2 separate regions of the Macaca mulatta genome follow, and region 2 is linked to region 1. A link is a contact called in public Hi-C data. All regions are on one chromosome and are shown on one strand. The core of a region is the stretch at or near the end of the contact, and the rest is flanking DNA. Distances in the headings are between cores, read along the strand shown.

Region 1 (6,627 bases), core at 642-3,141:
GCTGGAATTACAGGCATGAGCCACCAGGCCCAGCCTGTTACATTTTTTCTTAATATACACAATAAGTGATATGTCCCAATTAATAAGTGTCTTAGATTAGATGAAATCTGAGAGTAACTCCTCATTTGGCCTACAATGATCTTCAGAGTGACTACTTTTCCAGTCTTATTTCCTACCCCCACCACACATAACACAGAAAGTACATCCTATCACAAAAACGGCTTCCTCCTTTCCCATAATATCACATACTTTCAGGCCTTTGTGCATTTGCACATGTTCCTTCTTTCTGTCCCTCCTGTTTATTCCTCAAAATCCTATCACCTCCTCTGGGAAGCCTGTCCTGAATCCCTCTGCTCTTCTGGCAGTTAATTAATCCCTCTCTTTGGCTGGAGACTCCTCATAACTCTGTAATGTGATTGCTACTATTAATACTTACGTCTATTGCTTTGCTTTGTCTTCCCACTAGACTTCAGCACAGAAACTGAATCGTATTTATGTTTGAAGCTCGAGCACTTAGGATATATAAGACACAATAAACATACAATGAAAGAACTACTGAGAACGTTAAGTCAGGGGATGCTTACTGTTTGTGTACATCTTACCTTTTCTGTAGGATAGGCACCAGCTTGAACTTTTTGTGTCAGTGATTGCACTTGTGCCGTTATAGCCATCACCTGAAATTAGCCCAAATGAAACAACGGACTAGACTATATCAAATCATGTCTGCAAACTGTGAAGAGCAAAAGCTAAACAATGCCACCTAAAAATCACCTGAAACACTGTCTAAAGTATAGTACTATCTTCTCACTTCTGGGAAAGTATAGGAGAGATGGTCCTTCAAAAAGTAAAAAAAACAAAAACTTTCCATTTCTTAAAGAAGAGACCATCTTTTACTGAACCATAGGGAGGAGAAAAGAACTGGGACAGTAGTGACTGGAGGACTGTAATTTTGTTTGTACTGGCTGAACTTACAATACATAAAACTACAAAACTCCCCGACTTATGTCTTAATTTCCACTTTACAAGGGTGCAAAAGCAATATGCATTCGGTAGAAACCGTCCTGTTCTCTCGTGATGCTGGGCAGCGGCATCAAGCCAAAATTTTGACTTATGAGATTTTCGTATTACAATGGGTTTATCAGGCCATAACCTCCATCGTTAAGTCAAGAAGCCTCTGTATTTAAGTGTGTATTACCTGGGCACCCAACGGGCAAATCATGTTACCATTCCAAGCACTGGTTTCCTTAGCTATATGAATAAGGGAAAACTATTCAAATAATTTCTTTTTGGCGTTTCTTGTATTCCCTTGGGTGCAGAATCAATTACTTAGAACTCTGGCCTGGAAAGGTTTTCATTACATCACTTTACTCTTACGGTTTTTGGGAGCATTCATGTATCTCAATCACCAAAGTTTTGAAGTGAAGTACATAAAGTCAAGGCCAATCCATGACTAATTTATTCCAGAGGCGACACTACTCACTTGCTCCTGGAGATTTTTCAGAAGTGTCACGGCACTTGGCAGGTCTGACTCCAGCACCCCCTACAGAAGGGAGAGGAGGAGTAAAGAAAAGTCATTCTTTCCTCAGGATTATAAGAAGGCGGAACGTCTAGGTTGGGAAACTGCCCTCTCTCCGTCTGACACCCCAGACTCGGGGCCTTCACACTCCTCTTCACAGACTCGCCCTAAAGCCAGCCCCTTGAGTTACTGGACAGGAACAGTAACTCTAGGGAGGCCGCCTCCCTGAAGCAACTTTCATCACCACCCTTCCCTGGTACCAACAGTTTGCCTCCAGCCGCTGAAGGGAAAGGAAAACTCCACAATAGCTACGAGAGGAAGAAACCACATCAAACTCACCGGCGCCGCCATCTTCGCAAAGCCCACCCCTTCCGGTTCCGTACTTCCTGAGCGCTAAGGGCGTCTTGATAGATTTGATAGACAACTGCCGCTTGCAAACCTAAGCCAATACGAATAAGGCCTCTCTCACTTCCGCCCTCAACGGGATAAACGAGAGGAGGAGTCTGATCTGGCCAATGGAATAAAGGAACTGGCTAAATTCGTCAGACTCAGCGATGTCAGGACCAAAAAAAAAAAAAGCACTTGGCAAAGAGCGTGTGATTGGTAGACTGAGTAAAATGATTGACGGCAAGCCAATAAGAGATAGGCAAATAGTTGATTGACAGTTGGAAGGACCAATAGAAAAAAGGAATTAGCAGCGCGAACTTAGCGCTTATTGGCTCCCGTCTGCCGCAGAACCCAGAGTCTTTTTTCACGGCACTTTTCTTGTAGTGCCTGAACAGGCCGCTAGGTGACGGGCCTCGGCTTCGCTTTGCGGTGTCGACGTTGCGGAGCCGCCATTGCTGGCTGCTCATCCAACGGCCACCGCGCCAAATTCCTCACAGACCCGGTGGCCCTGGAATCGATTCTGTAACAATACTCCTTGTGTGACCGTGGACAAGTCACTCGGTCTCTGAGCCTTCTTCATCTGTAAATAAGAGAGCGGGGCCAGAGAAGCCCAGAGCCAGAGTTTAGAAACTGACTGCGAGGACACCTACTCTCTTGATGTGCACCGTGGGGCGCTGAGAAACGGCCCCGACACTCTTCGCTCCTACCAGTTGGGGACATGAAAAGAATGTTTTACAAGTTGGGGAACCGTTCATATTTACATGACTTACCCCGGTCACCCAGGTCTTCAGCAGCAGAACTTGGTTCAGACTCGAGCAGTGCATGTTTCAATATGACCTGCCTCACCATTACCCAATGCTTTCAGATGTGTTCACTCACTCTGGTTTTTCACAGGCTGGTGAAGTAGATTGGACGGATATTCATTGTTCCCATCACATGCCTTAGGAAATAAAGCACTGAAAGGGTGAATGATAGTGTATAATTTTTGTTCACAACCGTCTAGCAGAGCTGGGTCTAGAAATCAGATCTTCCTGACTTGAAGCTGCTTTTGTTTTTTTTGTTTTGTTTTGTTTTGTTTTTTTTTTTTTGAGACGGAGTCTCGCTGTGTCTCCCAGGCTGGAGTGCAGTGGCGTGATCTCGGCTCACTGCAAGCTCCGCCTCCCGGGTTCACGCCATTCTCCTGCCTCAGCCTCCCAAGTAGCTGAGACTACAGGCGCCCGCCACCACGCCCGGCTAGTTTTTTGTATTTTTAGTAGAGACGGGGTTTCACCATGTTAGCCAGGATAGTCTCGATCTCCTGACCTCGTGATCCACCCGCCTCGGCCTCCCAAAGTGCTGGGATTACAGGCTTGAGCCACCGCGCCCGGCTAAAGCTGCTTTTGGAATTAAGAATAACACCCGTATCTGGGCAGCTGGGGTGAGGAAATCCTGGTATCTAGGTCTTGCTGGAATCAAGAAAGCAGGAGGGCGTTCAGTCCCCACTCCTCTGACATTTATTTGCTGCTTCAGGCCTAGTGTGGAAGCTCAGGATGCTGTTGCAGCATACTTAGTCAATTATCCAGTAGCTTTTGTAATGTTTTATCAAGATTTGTATTATGAAAAGTTTCTGTTTCTACATAAATTTTCGGACCTGTCTAGTTAAATCAGCAATAAACTTTTTGGGGAACTTGAAATTTAGTTTGTTCATATGCTTTATGACATCAATGAGAAAACAAATTGCACTGCCATATTTTGGTCTTGATTTTTTTTTCTTTTTTTTTTTTGAGACGGAGTCTTGTACTGTCGCCCGGGCTGGAGTGCAGTGTCACAATCTCGAATCTCGGCTCACTGCAACTTCCGCCTCCCTGTTCAAGCGATTCTCCTGCCTCAGCCTCCTGAGTAGCTGGAATTAGAGGCACCCGTCACCATGCCCAGCTCATTTTTTGTATTTTTAGTGGAGACGGAGTTTCACTATGTTGACCAGGCTGGTCTCAAACTCCTGACCTTGCCATCTGCCTGCCTCGGCCTCCCAAAGTGCTAGGATTACAGGCATGAGCCTCCACTCCCAGCCTTAATTATTAAAATAATTGTCCACCAGGAACGGTGACTTAAGCCTGTAGTCCCAGCTACTCTGGAGGCTGAGGCAGGAGAATCACTTGAGCCCATGTGTTCAAGGCAGCATTGAGCCATGATCATGCCACTGCACTCCAGCCTGGGTGATGGAGCAAGACCCTATCTCTAAAAAAAAAAAGGTGACAGAGGGGGACCTCATCTCTAAAAATCTAAAATATTTGTCAACTATAGGGGCAGAAAAGTGTGATACCTTTCCTCACCCATCATAAGGGTCATAGAATACACTCCTATAACAAAAGACAAGTTAACAAGAAAAAAGTTCGGTGAATTTATTTAAAGTTTTACCTGACACAGGAGCCTTCAGAAATGAAGATTCAAAGACCCAGGGAAAACTGTCCATTTTTATGGTTAGGTTTGGTGAAGAATGGACAGTGAGTAGAAATGTGACAGGACAAAAAGAGTATGATCTGACAGAAATAGACTGGGGGGGGAAACCCAGCAAGGCCTGTCTGTTCAGATTTTTCTTAGCCTCTCTAGATAACAATCCTTTTGGGTATAGGGAATGTGAAAGGAAAATAACTTGGGACCACAGTTCACTATGCCAAAAGAAAAAAATTAAATTCAACGCAGTCATGCAAGCAACTGCCTTTGCTTTTGTTCCTAAGTGGATAGCTACAGATAAAATGTTAAATATCTCTACAAGGATCTACTGTGTGTTCACCTTATCTTGTGTGCCAATTTACTGAGCCTGAAACAAATACCAATTGACTATTCCCCTACCTGCTCCCTTTCTCTTGCAACATGTGGATTAGTGTACCCTCCCTTTTTCCCCTCCAGCTTACTTTTCCCCTTTTAATAGTGAAGCCCTGAAAGTCACCTTTGGAAAAAGGCACAAGCCTCACTCCCAGACACGTCCTTAATCTTGGCAAAATAAACTTCTAAATTGATTGAGACCTGTTTCAGATACTTTCTGGTTTACAGGGAGGACCCCTCCAAAATGAGGATTTATGACTATCAAATGAGGAAGTCAGAGAATATTTTTTATGGTTAGCTCTCAGCAGAAAGGTGAGAGAAATTTAGAGTAGAATTTTTGTTTTATGGCAGGTTTGGGGGACAGAGGTTACAGTTTTTTTTGTTGTTTTGTTTTTGTTTTTAAGATGGAGTCTCGCTCTGTCACCCAGGATGGAGTGCAGTGGCGTGATCTCGGCTCACTGCAACCTCTGCCTCCTGGGTTCAAGCAATTCTTCTGCCCCAATCTCCTGAGTAGCTGGGACTACAGGCTTGTGCCACCATGCCCAGCCAATTTTTGTATTTTTAGTAGAGATGAGGTTTCACCATATTGGCCAGGCTGGTCTCGAACTCCTGACCTTGTGATCCACCAGCCTTGGCCTCCCTAAGTGCTGGGATTACAGGCATAAGCCACCGGGTCCGGCCTTTGTTTTTGTTTTTTAGACGGATTCTTGCTCTGTTGCTGAGGCTGGAGTGACTGGAGTGCAATGGCACGATCTCGGCCCACTGCAGCCTCCACCTCCCAGTTTCAAGCAATTCTCCTGCCTCAGCCTCCCAAGTAGCTGAGATTACAGGCATCCATCATGATGCCCGGCTAATTCTTGTATTTTTAGTAGAGATGGAATTTCATCATGTTGGCCAGGCTGGTCTCAAGTGGCCTCAAGTGATCTGCCCACCTCGGCCTCCCAAAGTGCTGAGATTACAGGTGTGAGCCACCAGGCCCAGCCGAAATTCTAGTTTCTGTGGCTTGCCTTGGAGCAGAAGGAAGGGCAGCAGACAGGAGGGCAGGAGAAGGTCAGAGAAAGACTTTGCTTCTGAGGCTGCTTCTAAGGCCTTCCAATCTCCTTTAGTTCAAAGTGCTTAGCATGCCAAAGTGCCATACTCTGGAGTATCGTTTTCTGAGCCCTGACACAACCATTCTTTTTGTTACAAGATAATCTTGGAGCTAACAGTACAATAAATCTTTGTAAAGCTCTTCTACCACTCAACCAACAAGCATTGGCAAAGAATACAAGATCATTAATTTTATTGTCTTCTATTTCTTTTTCTTTTTTTTTTTTTAGATGAACTTAAATGGCTTTATGGGATGGAGAACTTACTTTTGAAAGTGGTAACAGGTACATAGGTAACCAAAGTATAGAACTTATTTGGTGAATCTTCATCCTCATTACGTTTTCTGGACAGCCGCACACGGATTCGGTATGGGACATTCCTTATTCCTTTGGGCCAGACAGCTTTGTTGAGCCTTGTATCAATGCGCACATCTGGAGTTCCCATCTCCTTCATGGCAAATTTCCGAATCTCTTTGAGTGCCCGAGGGGCACGCTTCTTGAAGCCCACTCCATGGATGCACTTGTGAATGTTGATGGTGTATTCTCGGGTCACCACCTTGTTGATGGCAGAACGGCCCTTTTTCTTCTCGCCACCCTTCTTTGCGGGAGCCATTCTGCCGGGTTCAAGTTGGAAAGGAAGCTTGTCTTCTATTTCTATCAACAGTTTCATAAACAGGCAATCGTCCATAATATTTCAAGTATACACTGAGAAAAATTGTTAACATCTATACTGAGATTTAATACACATACCATACAATTCACTATTTAAAGGATACAGTTCAGTGGGGTTGGGCATGGTGGCTTGCACCTGTAATCCCAGCACTTTGGGAG
Region 2 (6,730 bases), core at 2,564-5,063, 97 kb before region 1:
GCCGCAGACCCAGGCAGGACTCAGAAGGTTCCGACACGGAGCCCCTGGATGAGGACAGCCCTGGGGTGTATGAGAACGGACTGACTCCCTCAGAGGGATCCCCTGAACTGCCCAGCAGTCCTGCCTCCTCCCGCCAACCCTGGCGACCCCCTGCCTGCCGGAGCCCACTGCCTCCTGGAGGGGACCAGGGTCCCTTCTCCAGCCCCAAAGCTTGGCCTGAGGAGTGGGGGGGGCCAGGCGCACAGGCAGAGGAACTAGCTGGCTATGAGGCTGAGGATGAGGCTGGGATGCAAGGGCCAGGGCCCAGAGATGGTTCCCCACTCCTTGGAGGCTGCAGCGACAGTTCAGGAAGTCTTCGAGAGGAGGAGGGGGAGGATGAAGAGCCCCTGCCCCTGCTGAGGGCCCCAGCAGGCACGGAGCCTGAGCCCATCGCTATGCTGGTCCTGAGGGGCTCGTCCTCGAGGGGTCCTGATGCTGGGTGCCTGACAGAAGAACTCGGGGAGCCTGCTGCAACCGAGAGGCCTGCCCAGCCGGTGAGATCCTCTGTCCCTGCTGTGTGTCCTCTTCTCCCAAAGCCTTGCCTCCCACCCTTTCCAGACCTGTCTGATCGCCAGGGGGCTTTTTATCTCCACTCGGCTTCCTCTGCCTGGCCAGTCTTGGACCACATCCCACCTCAAAAAAATAGAGGGTGCTCGAGCTGGAAGGAACCTTACACGCCTACAAGCCTACTCCCTCATTTGACAGATGGGGGAACTGAGGCCCAGAGCACTTAGAGTAACTTGCCCAGGGTTATAAACTAATAATCAATGGGAGAGCCAGAATATTTTTCCCCCGTTCTCCTTCCATATCATTTCCAGCTCTGAGTTTCCTACTCCACCCCCACCCCCACCTCCGCACTTTCTCTCTTTGGTGCCCAGAAATAAAAAAGGAAAAGATTGTTCCCTCCCTACCCTGACTCTCCCTCCCTCTCCTGGGAAGAAGTTGAAATAGGGAAGAAGGCAGAAAACCGGGAGAGGTGGAGTGTCCCTAGAACCCTCTACTCTGATTGGGCTCTAGGCCTTCTGTTTCCTAGCAACCACATCCTCACCCCTTCATCCCTCTGCGTTGCTGCAGTACTGGCTGCTGCTGCCAATGTCTGCTACTAAGGCCAGGCACCTCCTGCCTGGGACACATGATATGCTGATGGGAGGGGACTAGAGGGAGGAGGTGGAAGGGCTGTCCCTGTATTGAAGGTGCCAGAGGAAAGGTGGGGCCCTGCCTGGGAGAAGACAGGGTTTTGCAATCCAAAACAAATGTTGGCGATCCCCCTGCTCCAGGCTCTGCAGGGAGGTACCTGAGACCCTTCAGCTCTGCCACCTCAGCCAGGGCAGGAAGGTGGGCACTGTCCTTGGGGACTGAGTCTGCTTCCCCCTCTGTCTCTCTAGGGAGCTGCCAACCCCCTGGTGGTGGGAGCCGTGGCCCTCCTGGACCTCAGCCTGGCGTTCCTGTTCTCCCAGCTCCTCACCTGAGGCTACTTCCTGGCCTGGTTCTGGCTTTGGTTGCGTGCCTCTTCACCCCTTTGACCTGCCTTTTTTCTCTTCTCCTCTTCCTGGCTGTTTTTCCTATCTTTCTTTATCTTCTTCCTTTCTTTTCTGTGCTCCTTTGTTTTTTTTCTCTCGCTTTCTCTTTCCCTCTCTTCTTTCAGATTATCTCATTTCTTCTGGATCTGTCTCTGTGTTCCTCACTCCCTTCCCCATTCCAACCCCTTCTTTCTCTAGATTGTTTACATATGAAGGGCTTTTCTCTCTCAGAGTTGCTGTCTTCTCTGAGACACACAAATCTAAGTCAGACCATTGCCCCACGCCCTCCCACCTTTTCTTTAGACCTCAACTTCGATGCGGGTGGGGGTTTGGTGTCCTAAGGAGACTCCTGGAAGCTGAATGGAAAGGAGGAGGAAGAAAATGAAGAAGGAGTGATTGAATGCCGGGCAAGGGACAGGCTGCGCTGCTGTGGCTCCCTAGCCTGAGGGGCCTGCTGTCCCTCTGAGGCCTAGTGAAAAAGCTGCAGGAGGTGCATCCTCCACCTCTAATCTTGGAGGCTATTAGCTCACCTCCAAGCACTGAGCTGGGTTCCTGCCCAATTCCATCCTTCCCTGAGGGAGAGAAGGGAAGTGAAAAGTAGAATAACTCCCTACCATTTCCCTCTTTTTCTCCTCATCGGCCAGCCCCTCCTCCAGCCCCCTCTGGTGGCATGCCATGCCAAGAGCAACGTGTAAAGGAACAGAGAATATCCAATGCAGTCAAGTCCACCCCGCCCAGACTTTGCCACTGCCTTCTCCCACCCTTCTGTCTCCCCCACAATAGTTTATTTGGTTGGTCTGGACTCACTTGTGGCCTTTGATTAAATTCCTAAGGGGCCTGAAGAAGACATTTCTACTGCAGAGGGTTAGAGGCACTTGAGCAAGGCCCCCACACCCCAACTCTGGGAGTTGTGGTCGGGGGAGGCACTTCTTGGGGATAGGACCAGACAAGATAACAGGAGCTCACAAGGAAGCAGAAGCTGTGACAAGTTTAGTAGTCTCAAAATGGGTTATGTCCCTTCCCCCTTCACATCAGAATCTTGTGAAATGGGAAAACAACAGAAGGAGGGGATCAAAGAAAGCTGATCTCACATGCTTCCCAGGCAGGGCAGAGGTGGGAGTCAAACCTGGGTGACAGGTGGGTGGAGAGCCCTGTTTGAGGTTGTGGTTGATCCCTCTCTGGTATTAGCTTTTCCCCTGGGAGCAGGAAGCCCTAGGAAGAGGGGACTGTAGGGTCCCCAGGGGATCTTTCCTCCCTCCCCTGCATGAGGCAGAGGCAAGCTGCCTGCCAACCCCCTCCCTCAAGGAATGGCCTTGCCCGGGAATGCCCACCACACATACCCTCTTTTTTTCTAGTCAAACTCTGTTTATTCCTTGGCTTGCCTCCCTCCTTCCTCCCCTCTCAACCTTTACTTCTGATTTCTATTTCATGGAATTTGGGATTGAAGTTAAACTACAACAGTGCCGCCAACACCAAGTCTTGCAGGAAAAAAATACAAAGAAATTTAACAAAAAAAAAATATATTAATAAAAAAGTTCAAAAAAGGGGGGGGATTGTCATCTCCTTTGGGGTGCGATGGCTTCAAATCCAAACTGAGGCTCTCCGGGTGGTGACGATGTGCGAGGAGGCCTCTTGAAGAACTCCAGGCCTATCATGCTGTCTGTCCGCTAAAGCCTGAGGCTCGAGGTCAGAGGATCCAGGAAGGCTCTGCAGTCGGCCCAGGAGGGCGGGGTCCCGTGGTGGAGGCGGGGAGAGGGAAGGACCGCACTGATCACCAACCCCTGCTCTGCCCCGTACCAGGAAGCGCTGGGGGGCAGAGGAGCGGAGTTGAGGCAGAAGCCAGGTGAGGCTGGAGTCGTGGGGGTAGGCAGGCTGTCGCTGCCGCTGCCTGAGATGGAAATCGGGGGAGGAAGCTCGCGGAAGAAACAGCGGAGGGTCGTGGAAAGAAAGCAATGGCTAAGCTAGGGATGGGGTACCAGGTAGGGGGAGGAAACGGGAGAAATAGGTGGGGCTCCAGCGCATGCTCAATAGGAAGGGGCGCCGGTAGGGTGTCGACGCATGCGTAGTGGGCTTCTCGGGCGGTGGGGTGGTCGCGGAATTTGGAGACCTACTTCGGGAAAGGTAAAATGCGGGAGCAATTTTAGGGTACCTGTGGGACCTGGGCTCTTAGGGTCCTGACACAGGACGCGCCTGGGCCGAAAACCCAGGCACGCCCGGCCAGAGAGTGTTTCTTCACTCCCGGACTCTGCCAGTCAGAATGGTGGCGCCTTCGCTGAAGCTTCAGGACCTCATCGAAGAGATTCGCGGGGCCAAGACTCAGGCCCAGGAGCGGGAGGTGATCCAAAAGGAGTGCGCCCACATCCGGGCCTCCTTCCGCGATGGGGACCCAGTGCACAGGCACCGGCAGCTGGCCAAACTGCTCTACGTCCACATGTTGGGCTACCCCGCCCACTTTGGACAGGTACTGGCCAGGAATACCTCCCTCCTGAGCTTGATGAAGGCTAGTGGGGCAGAGTCACGGACTCTCTCACCTGTTTATGCCCTGGTTTTTAAAATTCTACAATTTCAGAGTCATCACAGGCTGCACTGCAAACCTCTTTCCCCATTGCTACCCCTACTGGTCATCATCTGGCCTGAACCCTTCATTCTCTGGCCAGCCTCGTTTAGGGCAGGCACCTCCTCCTTTCCTCTCCCATCCTCCTCAACTCCTAGTTCCTCCTACCCACTAACGCCTGAATTTCCTAAGCTTCTCCTCTTGTTGAAGGGAGAGTGATGAGATAGGATGCCCCACAGGTTAATCTGGTTTTAAAGAGGAAGATGGAACAGGGATGTGAGTGTCTGTGGTTTCACCCCTGCCTCTTCCTGGTTTGCCCCCTTGACTATAGATGGAGTGCCTGAAACTGATCGCCTCCTCCAGATTCACAGACAAGAGGGTGGGCTACCTGGGGGCCATGCTTCTATTGGATGAGAGGCACGATGCCCACCTGCTCATTACCAACAGCATCAAGAAGTGAGAGGGTTCTGGCAATCACTTGGAATCAGGGAGATGGGAGAGTAGGGACCTTGGAAATCCCAGGGGACTGCCTGTTGTGGGTATTGAAAAGGACTGATTTTCTCAGAGGTTTGACTGACCGTCCTCCCAAACCCTGCAGTGACCTGAGCCAGGGGATTCAGCCAGTACAAGGCCTGGCCTTGTGCACTTTGAGCACCATGGGCTCTGCTGAGATGTGCCGAGACCTGGCCCCAGAGGTGGAGAAACTGCTCCTGCAGCCCAGTCCCTACGTGCGCAAGAAGGTGAGATGGTGGGACTCCTGGCACTTGCTCCTGCAGATACTGCCTGCTGTGTGCCATATAGTAGTAGATGCAGGGGTCAATCCCCTCTGACCCCTGTCTGAGGCCCCGGACCTCTGCAGGCTATTCTGACTGCAGTGCACATGATCCGGAAGGTCCCTGAACTCTCCAGCGTCTTCCTCCCACCCTGTGTCCACCTGCTTCACGAGCGTCACCATGGTAAGGCTGTGGGGCTCCCCATCCTTTGCTTCAGCTCTGTGGACAGAAGAATTGAAAATTGGATGGGAACACCAGCTCATAGGAGAAGGGTAGCGGACACACACAGGCACACACGCAATAGACTCTCTTGCCCCTGGCCCCCACCATTCACTTCCCCGACCCTGACCCCAGGCATCCTGCTGGGCACCATCACGCTGATCACGGAGCTCTGCGAACGAAGCCCTGCAGCCCTCAGGCACTTCCGAAAGGTGGGCTGGTGAAGGGGCAGGCCCTGGGCCTGAAGAGAGGGTCAGTGGGGAAGGAATGGGGCTTTAGCTGGAGAGGATTAGAACAAATGCCCAAAGTTGTGCCCTCCCTCCAGGTGGTACCCCAGCTGGTACAGATCCTCCGGACTCTGGTGACAACGGGATACTCCACAGAACACAGCATATCTGGAGTCAGCGACCCCTTCCTGCAGGTGGGGTGACCTTTCACTGCTGTATCCCTGGAACAGAGAGGGCATAGCAGTAAGACCATGACCAGTGGTCTCCTCCAAGAGAACACTGGCCCTCTCAGTGTCCTGGGCAGCAGAATAGCAGGCACAGGATTGCTCAGGTCATCCCAGGACCTGTGAGGGGAGAGAGAATGCCTAAAAGTCAGGAAAATACAGTTTGGTAACAATTTTTTTTTAAGCCTGTCCTAAACTCCCCTGGCCTCAGACACCTCTGTTCCCCTCCCAGGACCAAGGGACCTGTGGAGGTGAGGAGGTGTGGGGAGGATCTAGGGAGCGAGCCAGACCCTCACAGTGCTCTCCTCCATGTTAGAGTTTTCTCCTCAGCTCCATGACTCCTTATCCTGTGAACCCCTTCACCTTTCAATTTTCAACCCAACCTCAGGTCCAGATACTTCGTCTGCTTCGGATCCTGGGCCGGAACCACGAGGAGAGCAGTGAGACCATGAATGACTTGCTGGCCCAGGTCGGGGCTGGGAGGAGGGCACTGGTTAGCTGTGTTGCTTGGAGACCCCACCAGCCCTGGGTGCCCCTCACTTGACTCCTCACTGTGCAGTGGCCATATCATTGCCTCTCCGTCTCCTCTAGACAGTGAACTCCATGAAGAAGGGACACAGTCTGTCTTAGTGCTATTGCCCCAGTGCCCAGGCTGGCCCTGGCACATAGTAGAGGCTAAGGGAACTTTGTTGGATGGTTGAAGGCTGGACAGATGACATGTTAGAGTCCTTCAAGAGACCTGAGGATTACCCGGGCTTGTTGGCATGTGCCTGTAGTCCTAGCCACTCAGGAGGCTGAGGCAGGAGGATCACCTAAGCCTGGGAGGTCAAGGCTGCAGTGAGCTGTGGGTGACAGAGTGAGACCCTGTATCAAAAGAAACGGAGACCTGAGGAGGGCCCTGAGCAGATACATCTCCTCTCTCCTCCACTCAGGTGGCCACTAACACAGACACCAGCCGAAATGCCGGGAATGCGGTCCTGTTTGAGACAGTACTCACCATCATGGATATCCGCTCTGCAGCTGGCCTACGGGTATCATCCCTTATGCCTCTCCCACTATGGCCCCGCCCACCACCTCACCCACACAGGTCCTGCTTGCTGGTTTCTTCCTCCTAGCCCCATCGTGTTGCGCCAATGTGTTCTCACTCCTCAATGGCTGAGCAGGTTGCTTCTTT

Evidence for each region. Hi-C and Micro-C count contacts between places; a contact is called where the count stands out from the background.
Region 2: a contact with region 1 is called in a Hi-C map of fetal cortex germinal zone, with 2.7 times the contacts expected there. The contact joins the promoter of AP1G2 here to the promoter of NGDN in region 1. A contact is called at or near these places in 7 of 14 Hi-C or Micro-C datasets (CD4 T cells, blood, cortical neurons and 4 more).

What each region holds. Positions count from the first base shown.
Region 1 is chr7:96,563,714-96,570,340 of T2T-MMU8v2.0, reverse strand. NGDN (neuroguidin) reads right to left here and starts at 1,891. Exons shown (of 11, transcript NM_001266254.1): 1 at 1,856-1,891; 2 at 1,481-1,540; 3 at 603-674. The coding sequence starts at 1,867. It also overlaps the pseudogene LOC714120.
Region 2 is chr7:96,662,876-96,669,605 of T2T-MMU8v2.0, reverse strand. AP1G2 (adaptor related protein complex 1 subunit gamma 2) reads left to right here and starts at 3,813. Exons shown (of 21, transcript NM_001267007.1): 1 at 3,813-4,020; 2 at 4,445-4,569; 3 at 4,712-4,853; 4 at 4,973-5,069; 5 at 5,241-5,317; 6 at 5,431-5,526; 7 at 5,945-6,025; 8 at 6,489-6,587. The coding sequence starts at 3,817. LOC144330176 (a long non-coding RNA gene) reads right to left here and starts at 3,845. Exons shown (of 2, transcript XR_013396119.1): 1 at 3,709-3,845; 2 at 3,063-3,365. It overlaps JPH4 (junctophilin 4), which reads left to right. Exons shown (of 6, transcript NM_001261095.1): 5 at 1-533; 6 at 1,425-1,598. The coding sequence ends at 1,508.